Regions from separate parts of the Rattus norvegicus genome. Here all the other regions are linked to region 2. Evidence: chromatin contacts called from public Hi-C data. All regions are on one chromosome and are shown on one strand. The core of a region is the stretch at or near the end of the contact, and the rest is flanking DNA. Distances in the headings are between cores, read along the strand shown. Region 1 holds the start of Snta1 (syntrophin, alpha 1). Region 2 holds the start of Zfp341 (zinc finger protein 341). Region 3 overlaps Raly (RALY heterogeneous nuclear ribonucleoprotein).

The links. A called contact is a pair of places that touch in the nucleus more often than the background predicts.
Region 1: a contact with region 2 is called in a Hi-C map of Schwann cells, with 4 times the contacts expected there. The contact joins the promoter of Snta1 here to the promoter of Zfp341 in region 2. A contact is called at or near these places in 10 of 12 Hi-C or Micro-C datasets (the A7r5 cell line, Schwann cells, frontal cortex and 6 more) and 1 of 1 datasets of contacts at active chromatin or transcription factors (oligodendrocytes).
Region 3: a contact with region 2 is called in a Hi-C map of Schwann cells, with 3 times the contacts expected there. The contact joins the enhancer-like site here to the promoter of Zfp341 in region 2. A contact is called at or near these places in 3 of 12 Hi-C or Micro-C datasets (Schwann cells, kidney and mammary epithelial cells).

What each region holds. Positions count from the first base shown.
Region 1 is chr3:163,365,480-163,368,212 of GRCr8, forward strand. It overlaps Snta1 (syntrophin, alpha 1), which reads right to left and starts at 1,448. Exons shown (of 8, transcript NM_001100901.1): 1 at 1,047-1,448. The coding sequence starts at 1,338.
Region 2 is chr3:163,581,435-163,584,471 of GRCr8, forward strand. Zfp341 (zinc finger protein 341) reads left to right here and starts at 1,503. Exons shown (of 14, transcript XM_039106692.2): 1 at 1,503-1,659. The coding sequence starts at 1,629.
Region 3 is chr3:163,815,797-163,818,496 of GRCr8, forward strand. All of the region lies in intron 2 of Raly (RALY heterogeneous nuclear ribonucleoprotein), which reads left to right. It also overlaps the pseudogene Sec61g-ps7. Among named protein-coding and RNA genes, the nearest start is that of Eif2s2, 38 kb to the right of the region's middle. Within about 2 kb of position 1,350, at least 1 of the 93 cell types and tissues checked has an H3K27ac peak or open chromatin away from gene starts, as enhancers often do. A contact at or near this core is called in Schwann cells, where this site is marked.

The sequences.
Region 1 (2,733 bases), core at 198-2,697, 220 kb before region 2:
TTTCAATCTGGTAGAGGGTCAGGAATGGTAAGCCCAGCAGCTAGGTACGAACATAGATTTTAAGCACCACATTTAGTTGCTTTGGGAGTCCCTCCTGGCCTCTTTTTCCCACACATGCTGGCAAGCCCTTCCTCATCCTATAGTTACCAAACCAGACTCAGATGGGAAGTGACTTGTGGATGTTCACAGAGTTCTAGAACTCCGATGGTTGCCTGAATGAGCTGGAGAAGTCGTCACTCGGTAAAGTGCTTGCCTAGTGTATAGAAAGCTCTAGGCTTGATCCCCAGCACAACATAAACCTATTTAGCAGCCCATCCCAGTAATCCCAAACCCTCTGGAGGTGGAGATAGGAAGATTAGACATTCGGTGGTCTCCTTTGCTACGTAGTGTCTATGAGGCCAGCATGGGATACACAAGACCATGTCAAACAATTGTCATTCTTGAAAACTAAGAATTCTCAGGAAGGAAAGGCAACTCTGGGTTCATTCTTTCCATTAGAACTCCCAGCCTAGGCATACAGCCTCGGGAGCCCAAGATGTCTTGGTCCTTACTGGCCCCTTCTCTGTTACCATGCCTGTGCCTCCTATCCATCCCTGGCACCCACATTGAGCTCCCAGACTCCAGGCCTCTACCCATTCACCTAGGTTGTGTCTCATGACTTCCCCCTTGTCCTAGCAGTGTCCCAGGTCTCAATTCCCTTTCCTTTCGCCGCCGCCCCCGCTCCCCGTCTGTCTTCCCGAGGACCCTCCTGCCCTTGGTACCCATAGCTACGGTTTTGCTTCAAAACCGAACTAAGCACCTATGTCCTTGGTGCGCCCCCATCCTTCCACACTTCTGAGTCTCCTGTAAGACACCCGAACTCCCCAAACCCCTTCCGACCTTGGTGCTCTTCCCTCACTCTGTTCCTTCCTCCCCGGGAGACTCTGCTCCGCCCTAGACAGGTTTTCGGTTACCTAGTCTCAGTGCCCTGCCAGCCCCCGTGATCCCTGAGAGCTCCGCAGCGACACAGACAACACGACCCCGTGCCCTCGGTGCCCCGCACCTACCCTTGATGCTGATGCCGAGCCCGCCGGCGTCGGCCTTGCGCACCGTCACGCGGCGCCGCTGGAGCAGCAGCGCCTCTGGCAGCTGTGGGGACGCCGCGCCGGGCTCAGCGGCGCCGTTGAGCTGCGCGGGCTCGGGCTCCGGGCCGGGCTCGCCGTCGGCGGGGCTCACGGTCAGCGCGTCCTCCGCCAGAGTGAGCAACACCCGCTGCCACCGCTCACCACCCGCCCCGGAGCCCGCCCCGGAGCGCAGTTCTAGCAACCCGGTGCGCGGAGCGCGCCTGCCTGACGCCATCTTCGCCTCGAAGTCCCAGTACGCTGCGCTCGCCCGGTCCCGCCGTACCCGGCCCGCTCCGACCCAGCGCCCAGGGCAGAGGGCGGCGGGGCAGCAGAGCCAGCCGCCACCCTTCCCCGGGCCTCGGGGGCGGAGCTTCGCAGGACAGGCTGTCGGGGGCGGTGCTAACGGGGGCGGGGCCCCGGGAGAAACTGAAGAGACGCTCCCCGGTAATCTAAGGATGTGCTGCGGGGATCGCTTAGGAGTTGGTCAGAACCGCGCTCCCGCAAGGCCACAGTTAGAGGAGGATGAGGGTGGGGTGCTGTTCGGGAACATAAAGGGGGCCGGGTTCTGTGAATGGGGCAACATAAGAATCCGGTTCTGTGTGCCGTCGAGGATTGGACTGTGTGTAGCTCGTGGAAGCAGAAGGACAAAAAAAAAAAGAATCAAGGGTCCTGGGGCAGAGCTGCCTGTGGCGGGACGGTAGGCTCCAGGGACTCTGCAGACAGAGTTAAATGAGCTAAGGAAGAAGATGGTTTCCCATAGGGAAGATGTGTGCCATAGGGAGAGGGTACCAGCGGAGGTCTGTTGGCGTGACTCAGCTTGAGGGTGCGGCCTCTAAAGATGTAGGTCTACCCTACCCACCGGGAGGAGAAACGCCACTCCTTTGAGAACTTGGTCCCATCACTTGGAATAGAAGCTGGAGGATCTGCAAGTTTGAGGCCAGTCTAGGCTACATGAGACCCTGCCTTTAAAAGATACAAAATAAAAAGACATAAAGAGATAGAGATAGAAGGCTCAAAGGTTAAGAGCATGTACTGCTCTTATAGAGGACCAGAGTAAAATTCACAGCTCGCAGTCACTTGTAACTCCAGCTCCGTGGGGATCTGAGACCACTAGCTTGGGAACCTCTGTTCACATTGCAAACACCTATACCCGTGCACACAAAAATAATGAAAATAAATAAAGACATGTGTTACATGCATACATGCATACATACATATATGTATGGCACTTATTCCATGTTTGCATGGCACATGGACTGGCTGATCTATGCTATCAGTTGTGCCTTGTATAAATCCTGCATAACCGATACATTGTTACTATCTTTTTTACTCTTTAGGGCAGCAGATCTCATTACAGATGCTTGTGAGCCACCACGTGAGTGCTGGGAATTGAACTCAGGACATCTGAAAGAGCAGTCAGTGCTCTTAAACGCTGAGCCATCTCTCCAGCCCACATTGTTGCGATTTTATTGATGAGGAAACTGAGACACACAAGCACTAAAAGCAGACCTCTCTTCTAACCTAGGTCTTTCTGGCTTCCAAGCTCATTTCCCTCCTACTCCAGTGTGCTACGTGCATAACAGCAGGAGATAATGTCACTGTTCGCTCTTGAGTACTTACTGGACCAAGC
Region 2 (3,037 bases), core at 253-2,752:
TTTGCGGTAAAACAAGAAGGCCATTTGGAGTCAAATCCCTGGTAATGCAGTCTTAGGATGACAGTGTGGTTATGATGATGGAAGCCATCCACTGTGGATGACATCTCTCTGGTTCCCCTTTCTCTGTGTGGGCTTCCAACTCTTTCTGGTTGCCCAAGGGCAGCAGACTGATCTCAGTAGTCCACATTGTAGTTAAATTTTTTTTTCTTTTCTTTTTTCTTTTTTTCAGAGCTGGGGACCGAACCCAGGGCCTTGTGCTTGCTAGGCAAGAGCTCTACCACTGAGCTAAATCCCCAACCCCGTAGTTAAATATTTTTAAAGATTGAATGATCATAATATCAAACTGCCCTTAACATTCGTATCTCTCCATCCACACATTAGCGCGGCTCTCAGCTATCATTACAGATCTTTGTGTAATGGACGGCAGTGAAATCAGAAACTCGAAACTGGTCAACGTGTCAGTAGAGTGTTCAGCCACAGTAGGACTTCTTTCTCATCTTTTCCCCTGTCTAAGACTCAGGCATCACCATGAATGAGGGGGTGGGAAGATATTATAAGAGCCAGAGGTTGGGGAGACCTGGGGTGAAATAGTGTCTCGGAAATGACAGGACTACAGCACTCACAAACTTAGACCAGATGTAGGTTTCTCTGCCTGCACAGGATCAAGCCAGTCACCATTCTAGAATGCATGGGGGGAAAGCTCAAAGATCCCCACTGAGGGCTGCCTTGGGTGGGAAAGTCAGTTTCCTCTGAGGGCATGTATAGTCCCTGATAGACCATGTTCCTGTGAATGACCCCACACCCATCAATGTAATATACTGGCAGTTCAAAGTGGACTTGTGGATTATAAACCAAACATAGCCTTTGGAGAAGGCTCAGCTGGTAAAAGTACTTGCTACAGAGACGGAGTTCAGTTCCAGGGTCTTACAGGGTGGAAAGAGAGAATCGATTCCTGAACATTGTCCTCTGATATTCACACATGTGTTTTGTTGTGTGTCTGCGTCTGTGTGTAGATACATGCCATGTGTGCCCACATACACACAAAACAAAATAAATAATAAGTGTAAAAAAGAGGTCATAAAGTTGGGCTAGCAATGGCTGAGAATAGGGTTGTGAAAGAAATGCGGTGTCAGAGAATCACGGTCTTGAAGTGTGTGAATGGGAATGGAGGTCCCTCCAAAGATGGAAATTGGGGTTAAGAAGAGCCCTGAGGGAATCTAACATATACTGATGAATTAAGACCAAGCAGAGATGGGAGTCATTCGAGATTGCTTTCCAATCTGCATGGCACAGTTGCAAGGTATGGGGTGTCCTTCTAACTGGCAATCCGGTGAGGCAGGTTGATGTTGCAACGTTGGAGAATACTGTGTGCAGCGATAATGGGGTGCGTGTTGCAGAACCGGGGTCAGTGTCAGCGTTGGGAGGTGATGTGCGAGCGCCGGATGTGTGTGTGTAGAGTTGGAACTACAAGGGGACTGGGTCTCCAGCCGGACAGCAGGGAAAGCTGTTTCCGGGGCAGGGGGTTCGGCGCCGGCTCCTGGGCGCCCCCTGGCGGCCTCGACCCCACCGCGGTTTTCACAATGCTTGCGTAGCCCCGCTTCGACTCCCCGGGCGGCGGCAGCTCCAAGATGGCGCAGGCGATCTTCGAGGCCCTGGAGGGTGAGCGCGCCGGGCCGGGGCAGCGGCTGTTCCGCGTGGCGCCCCCTCCCGCCGCGCCCTCGCAGCGCCGGGCCCAGGGCGCGCGGAGGCCGCGGGGCGGAGGGCGGAGGGCGTCCGGGCCGGAACAGCCGCGGGGCGGGAGGGGGCGGGAACAGCCGGGGAGCGCCGGCTCTGCGGGGAGGGGGCCTCGGGACCGGAACAGCGCGGCAATCGAGGCCGCTGGCGCGGGAGGGTGCCCGTGGAGGAAACAGCCCGGGACCCGGGCCTGGAGAGACCTTGGCGCGGGATGACTGGGTGGCCTGGCAGCCCAATCGGGCGCCCTAACCACCAAGATCTTCCGGAGATCCACTGTGCCCTCCGGGCTAGGGTGTAGTCCTACTAAGTCCAGAGCAGGGAAGGAGGCGCCGCCTGTGTGCGCAGCTGAGTCTGGAAGTGACCACAGGCCCCAACCAGTAAACAGGGCACCCACCGTGCTCCGATCTAAGCCCTGCCCGCGTGTGCCTGCTTGGGCTACGCTGGTCTCCGATCGAGTCGGACCCGATCCTGTGATCTGCAAGATCACCGTGGTGGATGGGCCTTAGGCTCTGGGGAAAGGGAGCTCTGAGCGCCACCATGTGCACCTACTGAAGTTTAGCGACAAAGAATGGCGCTAGAGACAGGAGAGGAGTTGGCCACCGCAGTCGCCTTGTAGGAGGAGGGTGGAGTGAACAGCTGGAGTGGAAATTTGTGGGCCGGACCGACTGAAGGAGGCCGAGGCTTGTAGTTCTTGGTGGGTGAGCACTCACCTTGGCGTGATGGAGCATCTATTCTACCTGAGTCCAGTTTCAGTGATTCTTACTAAGATTCACTTGTCCTCATCGTCCCTCATTACTACCCCACCCCACCTCCGCCGTCAGAAAGAATAGTAAAAGAAGGAAATCTCAGTCAGGTGTGACGGTGTATGCCCATAATCCCAGCGGTGGGAAGACAGGCAGGAAAATCGTTAGCCTCGTTTTGAGGCCAGCTTTGGCACCGTGAGACTTAACCAATTAGGAATATATGTGTACATACATATAAACTCACAATAACAACTTTTTTAAAAAAGGCCATGACTTTGAAGGAGAGTGGAGAGGTTGTATGGGAGGGCTTGGAGGGAGGAGAGTGAAGGGAGGAATGTTGCAATCAAATTATAATCGCAAAAATGATAAAAAATATTTAAAAATAACATTGTATAGAAAACAAACAAAAAAACACAAAACAAGAACCCCCAAAAAAGAAGACTACAAAGGTGACCCCAGCTGCTGTGTTCTGTAAAGAAAATAGCAGGGATGGTGTGAATCTGGGCAGTCAGAGTTATGGGTGTCCGTTCCCTTTTGGAGGACAGTGGGGTATTGCATTG
Region 3 (2,700 bases), core at 100-2,599, 230 kb after region 2:
TACTCTATGCTCAGCACTGAGGCCATTCTTGGCCAAGGTTGAAAGGACCAACTCTGGTCTCACTCATACTTGTGGCAGCTCTGACTTTAGTACAAACTTGTCTTTGGTTACCTTGAACACCATCGTCTGCCTCATAGTGAGAGGCTTTTGTGATCTACGATCTCTGTTTTACGTGTTCCAAAGAATGACTTAATGATAGTCATACTTTTGGTTTTGAACAAGTGAGCTGAGTATATCTGTCCACAATAAAAGTAAAGAGCCAATGGTAGATACATAGATAATGGATAGATAGCCAAGCACAACATTATGTCAGGTTCTCAAAACATCCAGCAGAAATTAACTAGGAAGCTTCTTTTAGTCAGTGTATATTTACAGAAGAAGGAGAGGACTGATAAGAAGAAGAGGAATGATAAGTTTTAAAGACGTAATTCTGTATATTTTTTCTACAATTTCTTGCTACTACCCAGTAGTGTAATTCATCAGAGACAGTCTCCCTTTTGGTAGATGGTTCTTCCATGTTTCTTCTCTTCTGATTACTCACACTGCTCTGCTTAGGCTACTTCTGGGGCAGTGGACTTGAACCAGGGCACATCTGCTTTCTGAGCATGTGGGTGTCTCACATTTGCCTGAGTCTAGTCACCAGACTAACTTACCAGATGAATAAACACACATTTCATTTGCTAATACTTGGTCCATGATTAGTTTAGAATTTATTTTTAGTCATGAATAGATGTTTGTTGGTGATTTAAGATAGTCCCCTACCCACTGTTTGCTGCATTTCTCTGTTAATTGATAAGTCACAATCCTCATAGATTCCAAGCTTCCATTTGAAGAAGCCATAGTCAAAGGTCGAATACAGGAGAAGTGGGATATACACTCTGGCCATGCTATGGGGAGATAATTAAGACCTCATCCTGCCTCTGCTGTCCCTTCAGGTCTCACCACATGGTAACAACATTGAAATAGTAGACCTTGAGGCACAGATGAGGGAGGGTGGCCAAGGCCAAGCCTGGAGTCCCTCCTTTTGCTGTGATGGTTTGGTAGGCACAAAAGGAGATGCTACTGAAGTTTGTGATACTGGACACTGAGATGGAGTGACAGCATTAGTATAGACTTTCTGTGTTAAGGGAGTGAGAAGGTTTCAGAGGTTTCAACCAATGTTTAGTTCTTTGTTTCTAAGTCTGTGGTAAAGCAGAATGTCATGGTTAAGGGGGCCAGGTGCTGTCTGTCCCCTTATATCCTGTACAGCCAGGAGCTCATCATGGGATTAATCCTTGATAGACTGACTAGCATCCTCACAGTCCAGTCACTAAGAGTAGTGCGTCTATTTGGAAACAAGTCTTCATTCAGCACACGAACTTGTGGGGCTATTATGTCCAAACCATAACATTCCTCCCACCCCTTTCATTCCTTTTCCTTTCCGCTGCTGCTGCTGCTGCTGCTGCTGTTGCTGTTGTTGTTGGAAACAGGGTTTCTCTGTGTAGCCATAGCTGTTATGGAACATGCTCTGTAGACCAGGCTGGGCTGGAACTCAGAGACCTGCCTGCCTCTGCTTTCTGAGTGCTGGGATTAAAGGCGTGGGCCACCACCACCTAGCAACATTCTGTTGTTGTTGTTGTTGTTGTTGTTGTTGTTGTTGTTATTGGAAAATGTTTATTTTGAAATTATTTTAATTTAGAAATAGAAAACGTCATAGGAAGGAGGAAAGAAACAAAAACCACAAAGCATCCAGGCAACTTTTTACTTCATGAGCTTGTCACCCCCTCATTGGTTCACCAGTCCCATGATGAGAAAGGACTCAGACACCCACAATAATGTTATTAATAGGGATGTGGATCAGTTTTACAAAGAAGCCAATGAACGCCATGATAGCAAATACAATCGCTGTGGTCATGGTGATCTTCTGGAATTCTTTTCTATCAGGTTTGGTGCATCTTTTAACCAGCCAAATTGAGTCCTTTATTTACAAACTGCCAACTTGGCTCGACAAACTGCATTACCTGATCCATGTTTGTGGGATGGTAGTTTGAGAGGGTAGAGACACGTAGCTTAGGAGAGAATTGAGCCCAACAGAACCCAACATTCTGTTTCTTAATACCTTCCAGCACCTGACATTAGACTGGTTACCACTTAATTTTTATTTCCTTTTTTATTTATTTATTTTTTATTATGTATTTAAGTAGTTATTTTGAGGCAGAATCTCAATGTAGACCTGACTATCCTGTAACTCTATATAGACAAAGTATATTAGGGCTTACTTACTACTTGCTGTCCTAGAGTTATTTAAGGGGAAAGGGAGGAGAATAAAACCAGAAATAACCCACCAGGTATGGGCTAAAATCAACTAAGCAACTCCTCCTTGCAGGTGAACAAGAAACAGGTCCAGTCGTGGGCAAGTTTAAATGCTAGATTTACCCTGAGAGACAGAATTGGAAGCTTAACAACGGAGGCATAGCAGAGTCAGGTTTACAGCAGATTAGTCTAGACTGTAGAATGTCAAGTCATGTTCCCTTGACTATTAAGTTAGGTAGTTGTTTGCTGAAAAATATATTAATATTTTTAGGATTCCCAGAAAGAGGCTAGATGTGGTAGTCACAGCACTTGAGATGAGGAGGGTCAAGAAATTAAGGTCATCTTGGGACGGGTGTGTGTGTGTGTGTGTGTGTGTGTGCGTGCATGCGTGCACAAGTTGAAGGCGTG